Regions from separate parts of the Mus musculus genome. Here regions 1, 2, 3, 5 and 6 are each linked to region 4. The links are chromatin contacts, called in public ChIA-PET and promoter capture Hi-C maps. All regions are on one chromosome and are shown on one strand. The core of a region is the stretch at or near the end of the contact, and the rest is flanking DNA. Distances in the headings are between cores, read along the strand shown. Region 1 holds the start of Cpeb4 (cytoplasmic polyadenylation element binding protein 4). Region 2 holds the start of Snrnp25 (small nuclear ribonucleoprotein 25 (U11/U12)). Region 3 overlaps Nprl3 (nitrogen permease regulator-like 3). Region 4 holds the start of Nsg2 (neuron specific gene family member 2). Region 5 holds the start of D630024D03Rik (RIKEN cDNA D630024D03 gene). Region 6 holds the start of Rhbdf1 (rhomboid 5 homolog 1).

Region 1 (2,861 bases), core at 148-2,647, 130 kb before region 4:
TTCAGATTTGAATATCAGACCTTTCAGAAAAGATTTCATTCTTGCTGCTTTTCTCTATGTATGTCTCCATTCAAGATTCCTCTCTGGTGCTTCCAATCTTCAATGTCAAATCTTTCGAGCAGTGGCTCTCAACCTTCCTAATGCTGCGACCCTTTCATACAGTTACTCGTGCTGTGGTGACCCCTCCCCACCATAAAATTACTTTTGTTGCTACTTCATAACTGTAATTTTGCTACTGTTATGAATTGTAATGTGAACATCTGTGTTTTCTGAGGGTCTTAGGCAATCCCTGTGAAAGGGTCATTGGACACCTCCCTGAAGGCATCACAACCCAGTTGTTGAGAACTACTGTTTTAAGCACTGATTTAGAGACATAAGCCACCAATGTAATATAATGCCATATAAAAGCATGAGCGGTATCGAGGGTCATGTATGCCTGTAAAAAGAGATTCCGAAGGCAGAGTAGGTAGGTTGGAGACTTACTCCTAAAACGAAATGAGAGTTTGCCAAGAGGAGACGACAAAGGCGTGGAAAAAGGCACAGAGAATACTGCCCACAGGACAATACGGAGTTTGGTCTTTATTCTCCAGGTAACGGACTGCCATTTTTAAAAAGGTATGAGCACAACAGGACCGTGACTGGAATTTCGTTTTTAGAAAAATCCCTCCGTTCTGCTTGGAAGGTGGAGTAGAAAGCTAATAGTTGGTGGCTCAGCCATGGACGCCTACAGCATCTGCATCTCAAAGGGAGGATGGGAGAGTAGGTGGTTCGGGTGGAGGAATGGAGACTGAAGGGAATCCCTCCGGAGACGTGCGTTCAGGATAAGGACTATGCAGTTCTAGGCACAGCACAGATGCCGGGAAAACCCGCCTCTCCTTCCATCCCTCGGGGGCGGAGCTCGGGCCAGAGCACGTGATGCCCGGGGCACCCACCTTTACTCAGGGCAGGCCTCTCGTTTATTCTAGGTTTCATGGGTTGCCACTTCGACCCCCAACACTTTAGCTCAGTGTTTCAGTGTGCAAGATGTCCATTCTCTTCCGAGCGTCTCTCTACGGACTTCCTAAGAAGCCTGCTTTGGGAACATAAATCGCAAAGGAATCTTTGCCCATAAAAAAGATGGCGGTGCACCGCTTGCACTGGGTGCGCAGACCCGAGGCCGACGCCGGCCCCGCTGGGCGAGGCGCAGGCGGAAGAGGCGGCTCTGAGATGACCAGAGACCTTCCTGGGTGGAGCTCTGAGGCTGGGAGGCGTGGCCTAGTCGGGATTGTGGTGTCGGATTGGTCTTCCGGCTGCTAGGCGTGGCCTCCGCAGCACCCCGCCCCTCCCTCATCGAACCGGAAGTGTCTCTCGGTCTTTCCAGCTGGTTGTCATTTCACTCGGCTCGGTCCTGAGGAGAAGGACTCAGCCGCGGCTGCGGGACCTGGGCACCGGAGGCAGTGGCGGCGGCGGCGGCGGCGGCAGCGGCGACAGCAGAGGAAGACGAGGAGGAAGAAGGAAGAAAAAGAAGAGCCAGACGGAGTCCGCAACGACGACAGCTGGGACTGCGGGACCGGGGAAAAGCGGCGGCGGCGGCGGCCCAGCAACCGTGAGGAGAAACAAAAGCCTTCTAAATTATAGTTTCCAATCAGTCTAGGGGAAAAGAGAGCGCGAGCCGAGGGGGGAGGCTTTTCTCCTGTAGAGTAACTACGGTAGCGGGGTTTTCCTTTTTGTCCATCCCCCTTCCCCCTCCCCCCGGCGGAGAATCGAACTGAGAGAACTGAACAAACCGCCCCTGGGTCCCATGAGGGAAAAAAATCCCGGAGCCGCAGAGAGGGGAAGAGGCAGAAACCGCAGGACCTTCCAGGTCGCCCCCTTGCTCCCCGCACCCCCGGGCCGCCAGCTTGCCCTTGTCCAGTCTCGCTAATCCCTCCTGATCGCGACACCCCCCAGAGGGAGAAACGGGTGTTTCCAACCCCTTTCATGGGGGAAAGGAGGCCGAGGGGAGCCCAAGAACAGCAAACGCAGCAAGATCTGCACCCGGAGCCCAAGGAACAGCCCCAGAGGCCCACACTGCACCCTACAAAAGAACAGAAACAGGACCAGGAACAGCAGAAATCTCCCTGCAATCATCTTTCCTTTAGTCAAGGCTGATTTCCTCTTTGGCAACCAGAAATTCACCTCCCGCCCCAGATAACCTAATATAATCTATCTATATATAAATATATAATATATAATGTTCTTAAATTATTCCTGATTTTTTTAACCAAGCTGCCAAGAAAAGAACGTATTCACCCCTTAATCCTATTCTAATTTTTATGTGAATCTAAACTGCTGAGGAAGACCATATGTGATTGTTAAATTTTATATATATATATTTTTACTCCGCACAATGCTTATTCTTCTATATCCATAGATGCTTGAGAAGCTGTGTTTTTGTCATTCATGAACATTTTCCTTTGGAAAAAGAAAGCGCCTATTTTACTAACCAAAGACTTGATTTTTACCTTTTTCCTTTTTTATTCCTTCCTTGAAATAAGCCCAATTGGATTCATATCAATATTTTAAGAGGTTTTTTTTTTTAGGTTCTTTTCCATTCAGAGAGACCAGAATTCCAAATCAGAGATACGTAGGGTGATAAGCTGTGATCTTTGAGTTAGCTATAAATAAGATACTTCAAGCAAACATATTTGAGATACAGGGGAGGAAAGACGTGAGACATTAGGTTGTCTTTTTTTTATTGTGAGATTCTGATCCTAAAAATAATAAATGGGGGATTACGGGTTTGGAGTGCTAGTGCAAAGCAATACTGGGAATAAATCTGCTTTTCCAGTCCGATTCCATCCACATCTGCAGCCTCCACACCATCACCAAAATGCCACCCC
Region 2 (2,700 bases), core at 146-2,645, 200 kb after region 4:
CTGTTCCTCTTACTTTCTTCTTTATCTCTGCTGTGCAACTCTCCTGGGCTTTAAACCCTTTCTCCTGCCTCAGTCTCTCCAAGTGCTAGGATTTTCTCCAAGTGCGTACAACAAGCTTGGCATAGGGGATAAGAGTTTTAAGTAGGATAACCATGATTGAGGGAGGGAGGGAGGGAGGGAGGGAGGGAGAGAGGGAGGGAGGGAGAGGGAGGAGAGGGAGAGAGAGAGAGAGGGAGGGAGGGAGAGAGAGAGAGAGAGAGAGAGAGAGAGAGAGACACGGTTGTTGTTCTTCCAGAGGGCCAAATTTGATTCCCAGCACTCACACGATGTTTCTCAGTGCCCAGAAGAAATACACGCCGAAAATGACCCATACACATAGGATTTTAAAAATGAGGCAAGTGATTAAAGTAGCTATCCAGGGAATGTGACGGGAGCAAAGAAAAAAGAAAAAGCCCACAGTGCTGCCTACACAGCGTCCTCATAAGAACAGTTGTTACAGGGACTGGTGGTGTAAAAGAACACGAGGACTAGAGATCAGCGCATGGCAAGGCTGCCCTTGACAGCTCCGAGGACCACAGGTCCCGCCTAGATTTGTTTTGTTTAGACAACTTCCCTCTGTAGTCCCTGCTCTCCCATACAGACCTAGCTCTCGATTCAGATCCAACTGCCTCTGCCTCCTGTGTGCTGAGATTAAAGGTGTGTGCCACCAAGCCAAAGCTTCACTTCACTTTTTATTCTATTTGTGTGTGTGTGTGTGTTGGAGTTGGAGTTGGTTTTTGTGCGGGGAGGGGGTTGGTGGGTTTTTTGGTTGGTTGGTTGGTTGGATTTTTGAGACAGGGTTTCTCTGTATAGCCCTGGCTGTTCTGGAACTCACTCTGGCCAGGCTGGCCTCGAACTCAGAGATCCGCCTGCCTCTGCCTACCAAGCGCTGGGATTAAAGGCGTGCACCATCATGCCCGGCTTCCACCTTACTTTAAAGTGGACCTTTTAGGCAATTTTTTGGAATGGAGCCCATGGCATAATCTCAAGTGACTGCGAAGCGACCTGGCTGGGGCAACAGCACGCGAGTGGCAACGGCAGGCCCCAGGCAGCAGGAGGCGCCCGCCTCCCAGCGTCACCTTGTTGGGTGATGCCGTGCACGGGGACAGGTGTCTTGCGCGAAACGATAGCAACGCTGGCCTTCCTTGACAACCAGCCCAGACCGAAGAGAAGCTCAGCAGCGGGGAACAGAATAGCTCGTAGCTCCCGCGCCGCTCGCACCACCAACGTGACCTGCTCTATCCAGCCAATAACCTGCTGTCTGCACGCTCCCAGCCTCCCGAAGACTCGCACATTTCATTGGCTACTGAAGCCACGCAGTATACCATTGGCTAAGCTATCTCGTCGGGGCGGGACACAATCACTGCGCACGCGCCTTTTGCTTATCAACCTGGAAGGCAGGGCAGGCTGGAGGAGCGCCGGAAAGCAACACTAGTCTAGTAGTAGGCAGTCCTGGAGGACCCGGAGGCTGAGGATCGGCCGGAGGTGCCGGAGGACGACGAGGATGATGAGGAGACATTGCCCCATTCCGAGGCTGTGGACGTGTTCCAAGAAGGTCTCGCCATGGTGGTGCAAGACCCGCTGCTCTGCGACCTTCCGATCCAGGTGCGAGACAGGGCTCTGGGGTGTGGATGGGCGCTGGTGGTCCCACCAGAGAAAGACGCTTCTGCGCATAAGTGGAACGCTTAGGGTGAGGAGCCCCTCTGAGCCGTGAAGTTTGAATTAAACAAACACTAAGATATGAACTCAGGATGAGTGTGACAAGTCTTTTCCTTTTGCCTGAAACTTCAGTATGCGTGACTTAGTAGTTAATGTATTCTTTAACCTTGCCAATCAAAGGTGTTTTTATTTAACGTCTGTGTGCGCACAGAACTGGGAGCCAAACTGAGAACCTTTCGAATGCTAAATAAGTGCTCTACCACTGAGTTACACAAGTTTATTTGTACTTCCCTCTGTGTTTTATTAAAACATCTCTTGTCTGGCCAGACCTTTAATCTCAGCACCCGGGATGCCGAGGCAAGGGAATCTCTGTGAGTTTGAGGCCAGCCTGATACATTGAGAGCTCCAGGCCAGCCAAGGGTCTGGAGTAGTGGGTCTCTGCCTCAAAACAAACAAAAGACATTTTGTTATCAAAGGTTTTAGGTAGCCGGTCAGTTGCACCCTGGACCTGAGGTACAGGCCTGGAGCCTCTTGATACAATACTCTCAGGATCGCCAGGCCCAGTGTTAATTGAAAATCCTAACACACAATAGGTGTCTTAGTCAGAGTTTTACTGCTGTGAACAGACAGTGTGACCAAGGCAACTCCTTTTTTTTTTTTTTCCTTTAAAGTTTATTCAATACAACCTAATCTCCAACTTCACTGAGGTGGCTGACCACGTGGACTCTTATAAGGACATTTAATTGGGGCTGGCTTACATGTTCAGAGGTTCAGTCCATTATCATCAAGGCAAGAGCATGGCAGCATCTAGGCAGGCATGGTGCAGGGGGAGCTGAGAGTTCTACATCTTCATCTGAAAGCTGCTAGCAGAATATTGGCAGCAAGGATGAGGGTCTTAAAGCCCAAGCCCATAGTGACACACCTACTCCAGCAAGCTACACCTATTGTAACTGGGCCACACCTTCTAATAGTGCCACACCCTGGGCTGAGCATATGCAAACC
Region 3 (2,700 bases), core at 27-2,526, 240 kb after region 4:
GAAGCACAAAGCACCTCCCTTTATGTACCTTGCTGGTGGTGGTGGAGCACCACAGGTGTAACTTGTGCAGCTATCAATCAGAGGACATGCAGTGACTACCCAGCCAAGCCCAAATATTCCTCCATGGCGAACCTTTTCCTCCAAATTCTCAGTGGTTGACACATATTTACAGCTCAACATGCTCAGGCACGGCAGCATACAGCATCTCAAACCATCACACATTCTATGTGCTCTACCTGCAAATCCAGACCTCTCAGCAAAACAAGGCCAGAGCTCCCAGACAACCAGCACCTGAGGAGGTGTCTTGGTCGCTCTCCTTACAGCTTCTACCTGGGCAGTATCATCCATGTTTCTCCAACATAGAGAACCCTGGGTGTGCTGCATATTCTTCCTGCCCTCATTTCCATCTCCATCACTCAAGTCCAGCCATTCTCAGGACCCTGGCACTTAAGTTTGCCATGGCCTCTCTTCCCAGACACCTTGTGACTTTCTCGTAACTCCAATCTCAAGTGTACACTCTCAGTGAGGTATCCTGGCCCCACCTTCACTCTGGCCCCTCACCCTATACCCTGTACTCATGACCACAGGATACTACCAGTTTGCTACCTAATACTGCCCTAACCAACCACACCAGGTATATGGAAGGTTTGCATGGGCACACGAAGCACTCATGAGTGGAAGGTGGGGAGAACCTAGAGTCAGGCAGTGGTCTGCAGGAACACTGTCTTCCCAGAACTCATCCCGTAGAGAGGTAGCCCTGTGGGTTGTCCCTATAGACCCACACCCAGGAGGAAAGGGTTGTGTGAAGGAGGAGTTCCTCCCACCCATGGCTCAGCCACACAGTCCTGGTGCTAAGTGCCAACAACATGTGCTTATTAAATAGAATCTGTTCAGGTCTATATGCTGAGTGGGCAAAAAGTATGTTAGCACATTTCTGAAATGCAATTATACAAATGCTATAAAGAAAAGCAACTGCTCAGGCAAAGCCCCTGTGACTTGCACTTATTCTGCCTGAGAAAGGCATTTCCTGTCATCTGCCCCAACCCAGTCAAGCTCGGAAGAGCCAAGCAGACAGGTAGCCTCCTTCATCCAGTGCGGGAAAGATAACCTAACGCTTCATAACTCCATTCTCAAAACAGGACCCATCCCTTGGTTCCCAAACTGCCACAGCACCTTCCCTCATCTTGTTTTCTGGGCTGCCTCCCACCCAGAAGAGCGGCCAAGAAGCTTTTCCCATCACCACCCACTCTGCTGCTATTCTCAGCTCCCAGTGTGGGAGTGGCCAAGGACAGGGCAGACTAGGAGTTAAAGGGGATGTGGCGAGAGTTCTTCCTGCCTGGGTCAAAGGTGAAATGTTTGGATACTGTGGGAGAAACAAGGTCCTTGCTCCAGGCTCAGAAAACACACTTTTGTTTTCTCTTTCCTCCCACCCCCATCGCTTTCTTTTTCCAAGACAGGGTCTATGTGTTGGGTCTCCATATGTAGGCTGGATTCCAACTCACAGAGATGTGCCTGCCTCCGCCTTTCGGGAGCTGGGAGTAGAGATGTATGCTGCCACACCCCACTCACTATTTTCCTATTTATTTATTGACAGAATTTTGTTGTGTACCCCAAGCTGGCCTCAAGCTTGTGATCCTCGTGCCTCTACCTCTCAAATGCTAAGATTCTCAGCATGGCCCACAATAGCTGCCAAGGACTATTACAGCCTCTTCCCTGAAGCCTCCAGCAAGACAAGAGCTCTAAGTTCTGAGTTTCCCCAGAGGGTCGCCGGGACTCTAGCCAACAGCTCCAAATACAAAACCAAAAACAAGTCTTTTTCTCCTTCAAGCAGAGAATAGCAGAGGGGAAAGGAAATGGGAGAGCACATCTGTGACCCTCCCCAGGATCTCTGTTTAATGCAAGCCACCTCATGGCTCCAAACCATCTATGCCTGTGTCTCCCAGGGCCTCAGAACCACTGAGGATGGGTGTACAGATGGGCACCACAGGCTGTGGCTGAGCCTAGAGGACAATGGTGGTTCACTGGGGAGGTTCACGGGGGTTGGGGGAGGAACAAACTTTAAAGTCTGTTAAAAGCAGGGTTTAATGTCAAGATGTGGGTCAAAGACACAGGCTCTCTGAGGTCAACACTCTTGGCTTTTCTAAAAATTGGCCCTAACCAAGTCTGTGTGTACAGTTTCCAGGAGGGAATGCAAAGCTCACAACCAACCTTGAGAAACACTGCATCTGGAAACCCTCTCAGCATTCACACTGATGGGAAAAAGCAAGAGAGGAAAGGGTTACACTGTGCTGCGCTGTGGTCATGCCCATGCAAATACCAGCCAGGCTCCTCTAATCAACTTATGGTCACAACAGGAAGAAATAGCAGGTCCTATTTTTGAGCTCTCTTATTTAGGGTATAGTACAGGGTGGCTATTGAAACAACATAGAATCAGAATTAAATACCAAGAGTCCTATCATTTCAAACACAGCTGATTCTGGTCCACCCAGGACCTCAGTGATGTGGTGACAACCATGTGCTAGGTACAGCTCTAAGTAGTGTTTCGGGCACCTGGGGCACAGCAAAAGAGGAAACAAATTACAGCCTTGTATTTGGAAGAATCTTACTCTGGATGGCGCAGTATATAAACTACAGAGTTACAGGGAAAGGTACATACAGAGACTTGTGTGGCAGTGCAGGCCAGGATTAAATGCCAGCTGT
Region 4 (2,818 bases), core at 314-2,813:
GTATTTGCTTTCAATCCTCAATTTTTTTTTAAATACCAATTATTCTATTTTATCTGGAACCCCTCAACCTTGTTCTCCATCAAGGTTAGACATGCCATTCCAGCCATGGCCTTCCTTCCAGCTTGGGTCTTAACCTCACAGGTCACCAAGCCTGGACTTCTCCTTGCCTCCAGGCAAGCTGCTTTCTGGAGCTTAGTGAACTCTAGGGACCTCTGTCTTGAAAAGTGTGGCTTTTCCTTGTCAATCAGCCATGAACTATCAGAGGGGATTTCTTTGACTCTTAGGGCAGCAGCGTTAGGATCTGAAATATACATGTTCACAATTGAACCTGTGGTTGCTGGCTATACTGTGCTGGTCTCGTGCCATGCATGAATTTGGCAGTCATTTAGGTCTTTGGAAAGAAGGGGAAGGAAAACCAATATTTCTTAGAATACTTCCCTCTCACACATATACATCACCATTTAACACTGCCCTGTGTGGTGCTGATAGATGACAGCCTTCATGGTCTCAAAAACCCTTACACACATTTCATGCCCGAACAATACAGAAGACACACGCGTTTCTGTGCCTTGTAACACATAGACACTAGCTAGGGTGATTTTTTTTTTTCCACACAGAACAAATATTTTTTAAATCAAAGTGAACCACTCAGTCAGTACTGCAGCTGTTGATGAACAGTGATTTGAGCCACAGCTGGGAGAAGTCACTGGCAGTGGGCTCAATCATCCCTGTGGTTGAAATAGGCGTTCAGAGCATCTCTCACAAGTCAGATGTGTTTCCATGGGTACATTCTCTTCCCGTACTCCCTGCCATCTCATTCTGCAAGTGCTGTTATCCTCCATCAAAGGCAAGGCAGCAGAGGCTCAGGGAGTGGCTGAAAATGTGTCAGACCCACCCAGCCAGTTTGGTCCGGCTGACACTGCCTCTCCACTCCTTCTTACTCTGGTCAGCAAACTGGATGTTATTTAACGTCTTGACCTAGATATGGATTTTGGGGACAAGAGTCAGGGATCAAGTCCCAGTTCTGGCCTTTTCCAGTTCTGTGACCTTAGACAGGTCAAGTCTATGCACTGTCTGCAGTTTATGCAGGTGTGTTCACAGTGCAAGCCACCCCATTTCCCAGTCTTTGTTAGAAACCACAGTTTACAAAAGAGGGCAGTAGCTTGAAAGAGACCAGAAAGGTGTAACAGCACAGGAAATGGAAAGTAACTACCAGTTTACTTTCTCTTCTAACCCAGAGCAGGTGTTTTGAGTTTTACAGTATTGTTAGGGAAGCTTTAGCAAGAGGGGAGCCCTTCTCCTAAAACAAAACAAAACAAAACAAAAAACAAAGTGCCTGCTTTTTCAGTTTCCACCAAAGACTCAAGAATTGCATTTTACATTATTGTAAAAAAAATTATAAGCCACATTACTGTTTTTGGAATAACCAAAATTCCTTCCACTTTTCTTTAAAACGTTTGTCCTATGCAGGGGTTGTGGCCATGCATGAGAAACAGCAGGTGGTGCCAGATGACAGGTGGTGTGGGAGCCGTCCCCGGTGGGAGGCGCGAGCTGGCGAGCAGGCTGGCAGCTGCCAGATCTTCTCTGCGCGCTGGCGCCTCGTTCTCAGAAGCTCCGGATCCAGGCACGCGAGGGCTGCTTTTTTCAGCACCACGCTCTGGCTGAGGAGGGAGGACTCCTGTTTGTCCTCCTCCTCTACATATTGGCTTGACTCTGCTCTGACCCCCACCAGTGCCGCACAGTAAGTAGGCATTTGTTTTTGTTGTAACCACTCCCCAGCACCCTCCCAGCCCTTACCACCCTGTCATCCCCACAACTCCGTTTGTCTAATTACGTCCCACCAGCCGGATTGACAGGAGAAATTCAGTTGTGCAGGGCTTTTGAGGGTGCGGTGAAATCAATCCTTGAGTTCAAAGGGAACTGGAGGGAAATAATGTGATTTGTTTATTTAGTTGGCAATCTTGCAATATGGGGGCTGCTAACTTTCCATGAAAAGAAAGAAAGGAAGGAAGAAAGAAAGAAAGAAAGAAAGAAAGAAAGAAAGAAAGAAGGAAGGAAGGAAGGAAGGAAGGAAGGAAGGAAGGAAGGAAGGAAGGAAGGAAGGAAGGAAAGAAAGAAGGAAAGAAAGAAAGAAAGAAAGAAAGAAAGAAAGAAAGAAAGAAAGAAAGAAAGAAAGAAAGAAAGAAAGAAAGAAAGAAAGAAAGAAAGGAAGGAAGGAAGGAAGGAAGGCCCTGGCTATTGAGGAAATGGAGCTATTTCATGGCTGAATAAGGAGATCAGGTTCAAGCCAGCCTCTTTCTGATGTAGAAACCTGGGTCTCGTGTACAATCTACATATTATGTAAAAGAGAGAGAGAGAGAGAGAGAGAGAGAGAGAGAGAGAGAGGGGGGTCTTGAGAGAGAGATTGACTGTATTTAATTGTGTTTTAGAGATTGGTGAAGAAAAGGCAAAATAGCGATGTGGGTGGTGAGATGAAATGTATCTTACTGCAGGGGGCCCAGAATAATGGAGTTTCCTTTTGTGCTAAGAACAATCTTGCCAGTGGGGCTCTAGGGATATGTTAGCCACAGTTTCTTGGTATTTTTTTTAAGCTCATTTAAAAAAAAAATGAAGGTCTGAGGTTTTGGGGGTTTTTTGGTTTGGGGGTTTGGGGGTTTGGGAGGGGCTCCCTAATTCGAGGGTTGGTGAACTCGGTGAGCAGTTAGCACATTCTGATGATTAATGAAGTTTCCCCGGACAATGGGAATCATGTCAGGAAATCTAGTGGGAGATTGATGGCTGTTGCCAGGTTGAATGCTGCTGCAGTTGAGCTGTCTCA
Region 5 (2,700 bases), core at 87-2,586, 180 kb before region 4:
AAGGATTCCAAGGGTCTCTGCTCACCTAATCTAGACTGACCCTGTCTCACTGCATCTCTCCCTGAGGCCCAAGGTGACTATTGCATGAGCTTCCTGCAAGTGACAATCATTTCTTAGTTACCTTGTTAGCCCTGGTGCCCAGATAGGGCGTGGCATGGTTTAGGAGTCCAGTCTGGAATGGAGGATACAATAAATGGATGCAGGAATCCTCCTGATAGCAGGAGCAGAGCTTTGGGTTTTCAAGACTGAGCTGTCAGCTTTCAGTAGAGCTGAAGATGAGTTGGAACTGCAAGGACGAACATGGGCGAACTACATGGGCGAACAGCTACCACTTGCATTCTAGAATCATACGGCCTTGTGTGGTTTTGAGACAGTCTTCCAGCTCTGTGGCTAGCCCCACTTGGGTACCTCTTCCAGAGTGTGGCTTTCGTGGAACCCATTGTCATTAGTGGGGGCTGCTGCTTGTACGGAATGGGGGTTGCAATATTCCTGCCTTTGTGCCTGAAGGCCACAGTCTTCTTTCTCTCCACCAAGGCTCGTCACACACTGCTGGCCTCACCCCAGCATCTGACCCAATTAATCTGGGATACGGCTAGGGAGAGTCATAGAGCAGATTATACTTGGTAAAAGGTGGGGAGGAGGAAAAGCAAAGAGAATTACAACAAAATCCCCAACTGAAATTCAACTACTTGGAGGTTCTAGCACAAAGCATACTAAGGCTTTATGCTACAGGTAAACAGGTCCAGAAAGCCCCCTTGTTTTCCACCCATCCCATGAGGACAGCTAAACACGGTATTGCTGAACAAAGCATTATCTAGCTTTAGCTTCAGAAAATGAGACCAAATTTTCCAACAAAATTGCCTTGATGAGGCTTCTGAATGCCCTTTCCTTAAGGTAGGAAAGTTTGAAAGAGAGATGGAAAACCGGACACCTGTTTTGTTACCCCAACTGGAAATAGGCTCAGCTATTTCCCCCAGGGTAGCATATGAATATTCTCACCTCCCACATTTGCTAAAACCCAAGAACTTTATTCTAGTTTTTAAAAAAATTATTACTATTATTTGAGTTTTTGAGATACTTACTGCGTAGCCCTGGGTAGCCTTGAACTCAGGGATCCCCCAGCCTCTGCCTCTGAGTGCTCAGCCCTCACAGCCTTGTTGTAAAGGTGCAGTACCCAGCACTGTAGTCAGAAAAGTGGCCAGACAAATGGAGCTAGCCCCTGAGAGTGAAAACACCAGTTTGCCAAACCCTAAACACAGAAACAAGTGGGGATTGGGGGAGTTTCTATCAGCCCGGCTCAAGAGCCAGGCTAACTCAGCAGCGAGGTCGCACTCCCTGCCCTGGAAAAATCAGAGCAGGGCACGTGACTGTGGGTAGCCAGGGAGACGGTTTTGAGCATTTTCCATTCGTGAACACAGATATGCCTCAAGCAGTACATGTGTCCCTCAAAATCTATGTTGAATCCCTGGCCTGGGTGTTCCACCCCTGATCTCCCGAGGGCAGAGGGTGAAGCCCTGCATAGCAGGTGAATATGGCACGTGGCTGCTCCATTCTCATAGTTTCACAATTTTCACATTTTGCTCAGTTTGCGTGAGATGTTCCAATGACAGATGACTAAGCCAAAAAACCGCTGTGGTTACCATGGCATCCTGCCATCCAACACAGCTGTGGAGCCACCCAGATTTGAAAGGAGTGTCCCGGGGGTCGGTCCCAGCTCTCAGATAGGTGTCTACAGAGGTCATCTGGCTCACTGTGCTGGGCGTGACTTGGCATCTGCTGAGCAAACACACGGCATCTTCCTGGGAGGCCACCTTGACACACTTTGGCCCAACCTGTTCTCCTGAAGCTGGGGTTTTGTAAGAGGCCAAATTCCAGGCTGGGGCAGAATAAACAAGAGTACATGGCTAATGATTGTTGAGTTTGCCTGGAACACAACTGACTGCACATTTCAGAGGAGACTTTCCGACCCCACCTGACCTATGCCTACTAAACAGTAGTGAAGCTATGAACAACCAGGGGCTTCCAGGTCCCCATGGTGTCTGCTGGTGATTTCTCTCTGTCCTTTGAAGAGTAATAGAGACATACCTGTTATCAATTTGGAGTTCTCTGTCTTAATCTGCTTAACAAGTAAATAATATTTTTCTGCTTAAAACCTTACACCCATCTATCACTTCACAGTCTTCAAAAAGATTCCCAATTCTACCCTGGTTTCAGTTTTGGGAGAGTGGGAATGGTAGTCCAAGCTCAGAGAGGGCCCAAGGACACACAGCCAGGAGATGTCTGGGTCAGAAGTTGAGATTTTTTTTACAAGCAAGTCAGGCAAAAACAGTGCTTATATTTGGTCTTTTGGCTTGGGAGATAAACTTCCTCTCTTGGTAGAGATGCTGGGTCTAGAGTTGGAGGGTATGGGAGGGAACCAATGTATTTCCACCTCGGAGGTAGCTCAGAATATTGCCTCCACCTTCTGTTTAAATATAGCCACAGCCCTCCAATTGCAGTATCTATTTACCCTCTTTGGGGTTCTGGAGACCTCATACTTCTTAAGCATACACGCACCAGTGAGCCCCATGCTCAGCCCCCCGAGAAGTCAGAGAAAGCAGCCAGCGGTTAGACAGTTGTTTCTGGCCTGCTACCATCCTGCTGTCTAGATCTGAGCTTTCTAACCACTTACGACTTTGCACTTGAGAGTCTTCAAAACAC
Region 6 (2,700 bases), core at 79-2,578, 220 kb after region 4:
GGGAGCTATACTGGCTCACCCAAGTGGACTTCCCAGTAAGGCTCCTGCAGAGGAGCTAGCCAGCCATGGAGGCTGCCTGGAGTTCTGTGGACTGGTGCCAGAACCTGTACTACCCTACCCTGTACTGTACTGGACCTACCCGACACCCTTGCCCTCTTACCCGGATTGCCCAGAATGACCCTGGTAAGCATAGGGCTCAGCCTCTGCAACCTCTTGAGAACTGGCCAGCTGCTGAGTTCCCCAGCATCCTCTAGGCTTAAGGGCGGGGGCAAGGGGCTGAGGCTCGCCCCATGGAGGTGGGGAGCACCTAGCCTGGGACTGCCCCGACTTCTTAGCTGGTCTAAACCTGAAAAGCCAGTTTCATCCTAGAATCTTCTCCCGGCTTCAACAGGAAGTGGGGAGGGGGGGCTTTCCCAGGACAGAGCGGGGGGCCTCCGGATCCAGGCCCCGCCCACGCAGACAGACACACTACTCCAAGAGGCACACGGAGCAGGAACTCTGGTCCGGACTATCTGAGCGGAAAGAAAGCCTAGGGGGAGTCCCTTGACCGTTCTCCACCCAGCTCTACTAGCGTGCTCCCAGCAGGACAGACAGGCCCTCTCGCCTATCCCTGAGCCCTTGGGGTCCGCGGTCACCCCACCGCGCCCAGGCCTACTTCAAGATCCCGACTGTGGCCTCGGGCTCGCCCCCGGGGCCACTGTACAGGGCAGGAGATGTCTTTGGAGGCACTTCCCGAGTTTGCCGATGCGAACCGGGCTGAAACGGGCCGAGCAGGCCCAGCCGAGCTCCCCGGCCCGCAGCTGCCACTGTTACTCCCGTGAGTGGGAGGAAGCGGACCCTGTGGCCCGAAGTCGCGCTCTCTGTGCAGAGTTTCAGACGCCACCTTCGGGGCCCTGGGAGCACGGAGGGCATGGGGTGTGGGGGCTGGCAGCGGAGGGGCCGCTCAGGGCGGCTGCGGCCCCCGGACTCCTGTCCCCGGGGACCCGGCGGGGCTGCTACTCCGCTGCCCCGCCCGCCAGGCCGCGCCGATCCGACCACGGGCTATTTCTGTGGGGCGCCGGGCTGGAATCCGGGCCGCGCCGCCTGCGCCGGCGCTCGGGAAACTCCGCGCACCGACTGCCAGCGATCGGCGGACACGCGCCAGAACGCAAGCTCCGCACTCGCCCGCCCGGAACCCCGCGCAAAGACCCCGGCCGCCACTCACCGCCGTAGGGTCCTCAGAAGGGTCTGCACCGGCTGCTGCCGCCGCTGCGGGCCGGGAGGGCGCCCGCGCCTAGTCCCTGCCTGCGCCGCCCGCGCGCCGGCCCGACCCGTCCGCCTGGGAATGCCACGGGCCGAGGGGCGTGCGCGCCGGGGGCGGGCCCGGCAGAGGGGCGGCCGCCTGACTCAGGGCTGAGGAATGCGCGCCGCCCGCTGCCAGCCCCGGGCGCCTCCTCCGGGAAGACCTCCGGCTGTGCTCTGCCAGGGGTCCCGCAGAGACACCTGTAGCTGGGAGTCGGGCTCGCCAGCGACCACCTTAATCATAACATCTGTCTTGGACTCGCCTTTCCATACTCCTTCATCTTGTGCTGCCCCTGTGCTTGGGAAGAGAGGAAGGGGACCTCCAAAGCAAGAGGGTGGCGTGGGAAGGGACCTAAAAGGCAGATTGAACGCCCCTTCCGAAGGCACGCACTGGCACATCACTGAGGGTCCCGAAGCTCTCACTTGTCCTGTGCACACGCGCCTGATCTTTCTAACAAACATTCATGCATTCAGGCCTCTCGCACCTGTTTACACAGACACGTGCGCACACCTATTCAAAATGCACTTCCATGGGCTCACACTCTCTACCCTAACACATTTATAAGTGTGCACACTCACGTTCATACACTGATACACCATTTCACAGGAACCGCAGCTCAGCAATTACCCCTTCCCCTACTTCTTTCCCAGCAGGTACAAGGGTTAGACTACACCTGCCACCCCTCAAGCCATTACATCCGCGCATGCGCTCACTCTTCTCTCTTCAGCCTCAGTGCTCACGTATAACGTCAGGCACGGTTCATCACTCTGTATACTGGACAGGAAGTGCTTCTTTTGCTCTCGGCTGAGGCTGAAGGCTGAGGGAGAAGAAAGCTGTCGTGGTGCAGATGTTCTGGGCTCCTGTAACCCACACATGCCAAGCCAGAGATGGGACAGTCTTCATGCCTAGCATTCTTGACTCATGCTAGGAATAAGCAGGGTCTGGACGCCCAAACTGGGCTGGCTGGAGGTGCGGGGGTTGCATCCTTTCTGGAAAATCAGGGAACCGGCCACAGGAACCGGGCATCTGGTGCCTGTAGGTCCCTACTCCTTCCTGCTGTGGATGCTGCAGGGTCACCTAGACCTTTGTTGAGACCTAGAAATCTATTACCAGCTGCAAGAAGTCCTACAGGAGACTCACTGTGAAGACACACCCAGGGGTCAGTCGTCTTTTCTTACAGAAAGAATTCTTCTGTGTTTATTTTTATCTCTGTGTGTGGTTGCAGGTGCCCACACATGCCAGAGGGGGCATCAGATCCTCCTGGAACTGTAGTTATAGGCAGTTGTGAGCTGTCCAGTGTGTGTGCTGGGAGCCAAGCTCTGGTCCTCTGTAAAGGCAGAAAGCTCTCTTAGCTGCTGAGCCATCTCTCCAGCCCAAGTCATCTTCAATGCAAGAATACCACAGTGCTGTCAGCACAC

What was found. Promoter capture Hi-C pulls out the DNA fragments that hold promoters and counts their contacts. ChIA-PET counts read pairs in DNA pulled down with a chosen protein or histone mark. Capture Hi-C pulls out chosen DNA fragments and counts their contacts.
Region 1: a contact with region 4 is called in an RNA polymerase II ChIA-PET map of memory CD8 T cells, with 181 read pairs. The contact joins the promoter of Cpeb4 here to the promoter of Nsg2 in region 4. A contact is called at or near these places in 7 of 484 Hi-C or Micro-C datasets (CD4 T cells, the HPC-7 cell line, embryonic stem cells and 4 more) and 1 of 115 datasets of contacts at active chromatin or transcription factors (memory CD8 T cells).
Region 2: a contact with region 4 is called in a promoter capture Hi-C map of second pharyngeal arch cranial neural crest. The contact joins the promoter of Snrnp25 here to the promoter of Nsg2 in region 4. A contact is called at or near these places in 9 of 39 promoter capture datasets (the C10 cell line, cranial neural crest, embryonic stem cells and 6 more), 4 of 484 Hi-C or Micro-C datasets (CD8 T cells, the N1E-115 cell line, double positive thymocytes and 1 more), 10 of 115 datasets of contacts at active chromatin or transcription factors (SST interneurons, T-cell acute lymphoblastic leukemia, embryonic basal ganglia and 7 more) and 2 of 9 other capture datasets (liver and pancreatic islet).
Region 3: a contact with region 4 is called in a promoter capture Hi-C map of hippocampal neurons, with 1.8 times the contacts expected there. The contact joins the enhancer-like site here to the promoter of Nsg2 in region 4. A contact is called at or near these places in 4 of 39 promoter capture datasets (the C10 cell line, hippocampal neurons and pre-B cells), 16 of 484 Hi-C or Micro-C datasets (the AML12 cell line, B cells, LSK cells and 12 more), 6 of 115 datasets of contacts at active chromatin or transcription factors (embryonic basal ganglia, embryonic forebrain, embryonic hindbrain and 3 more) and 2 of 9 other capture datasets (liver and pancreatic islet).
Region 5: a promoter capture Hi-C map of liver shows a contact between it and region 4. The contact joins the promoter of D630024D03Rik here to the promoter of Nsg2 in region 4. A contact is called at or near these places in 3 of 39 promoter capture datasets (hippocampal neurons, pre-B cells and stem cell-derived epiblast-like cells), 1 of 115 datasets of contacts at active chromatin or transcription factors (memory CD8 T cells) and 1 of 9 other capture datasets (liver).
Region 6: a promoter capture Hi-C map of hippocampal neurons shows a contact between it and region 4, with 4 times the contacts expected there. The contact joins the promoter of Rhbdf1 here to the promoter of Nsg2 in region 4. A contact is called at or near these places in 7 of 39 promoter capture datasets (the C10 cell line, cranial neural crest, hippocampal neurons and 3 more), 10 of 484 Hi-C or Micro-C datasets (the N1E-115 cell line, Sertoli cells, cardiomyocytes and 6 more), 9 of 115 datasets of contacts at active chromatin or transcription factors (double positive thymocytes, embryonic basal ganglia, embryonic forebrain and 6 more) and 1 of 9 other capture datasets (liver).

What each region holds. Positions count from the first base shown.
Region 1 is chr11:31,869,543-31,872,403 of GRCm38.p6, forward strand. It overlaps Cpeb4 (cytoplasmic polyadenylation element binding protein 4), which reads left to right and starts at 1,398. Exons shown (of 10, transcript NM_026252.4): 1 at 1,398-2,861. The coding sequence starts at 2,746.
Region 2 is chr11:32,204,020-32,206,719 of GRCm38.p6, forward strand. Snrnp25 (small nuclear ribonucleoprotein 25 (U11/U12)) reads left to right here and starts at 1,396. Exons shown (of 5, transcript NM_030093.3): 1 at 1,396-1,644. The coding sequence starts at 1,603. It also overlaps a transcript of Il9r not described here.
Region 3 is chr11:32,242,500-32,245,199 of GRCm38.p6, forward strand. The region is part of intron 6 of Nprl3 (nitrogen permease regulator-like 3); the gene reads right to left. Among named protein-coding and RNA genes, the nearest start is that of Mpg, 17 kb to the left of the region's middle. RefSeq lists an enhancer at 2,529-2,700. Within about 2 kb of position 1,277, at least 40 of the 459 cell types and tissues checked have an H3K27ac peak or open chromatin away from gene starts, as enhancers often do. A contact at or near this core is called in cerebral cortex, cortical neurons, hippocampal neurons and 1 more, where this site is marked.
Region 4 is chr11:31,998,856-32,001,673 of GRCm38.p6, forward strand. Nsg2 (neuron specific gene family member 2) reads left to right here and starts at 1,564. Exons shown (of 5, transcript NM_008741.4): 1 at 1,564-1,741.
Region 5 is chr11:31,823,211-31,825,910 of GRCm38.p6, forward strand. D630024D03Rik (RIKEN cDNA D630024D03 gene) reads right to left here and starts at 1,337. Exons shown (of 4, transcript NR_102314.1): 1 at 1,083-1,337.
Region 6 is chr11:32,220,965-32,223,664 of GRCm38.p6, forward strand. Rhbdf1 (rhomboid 5 homolog 1) reads right to left here and starts at 1,329. Exons shown (of 18, transcript NM_010117.2): 1 at 1,205-1,329.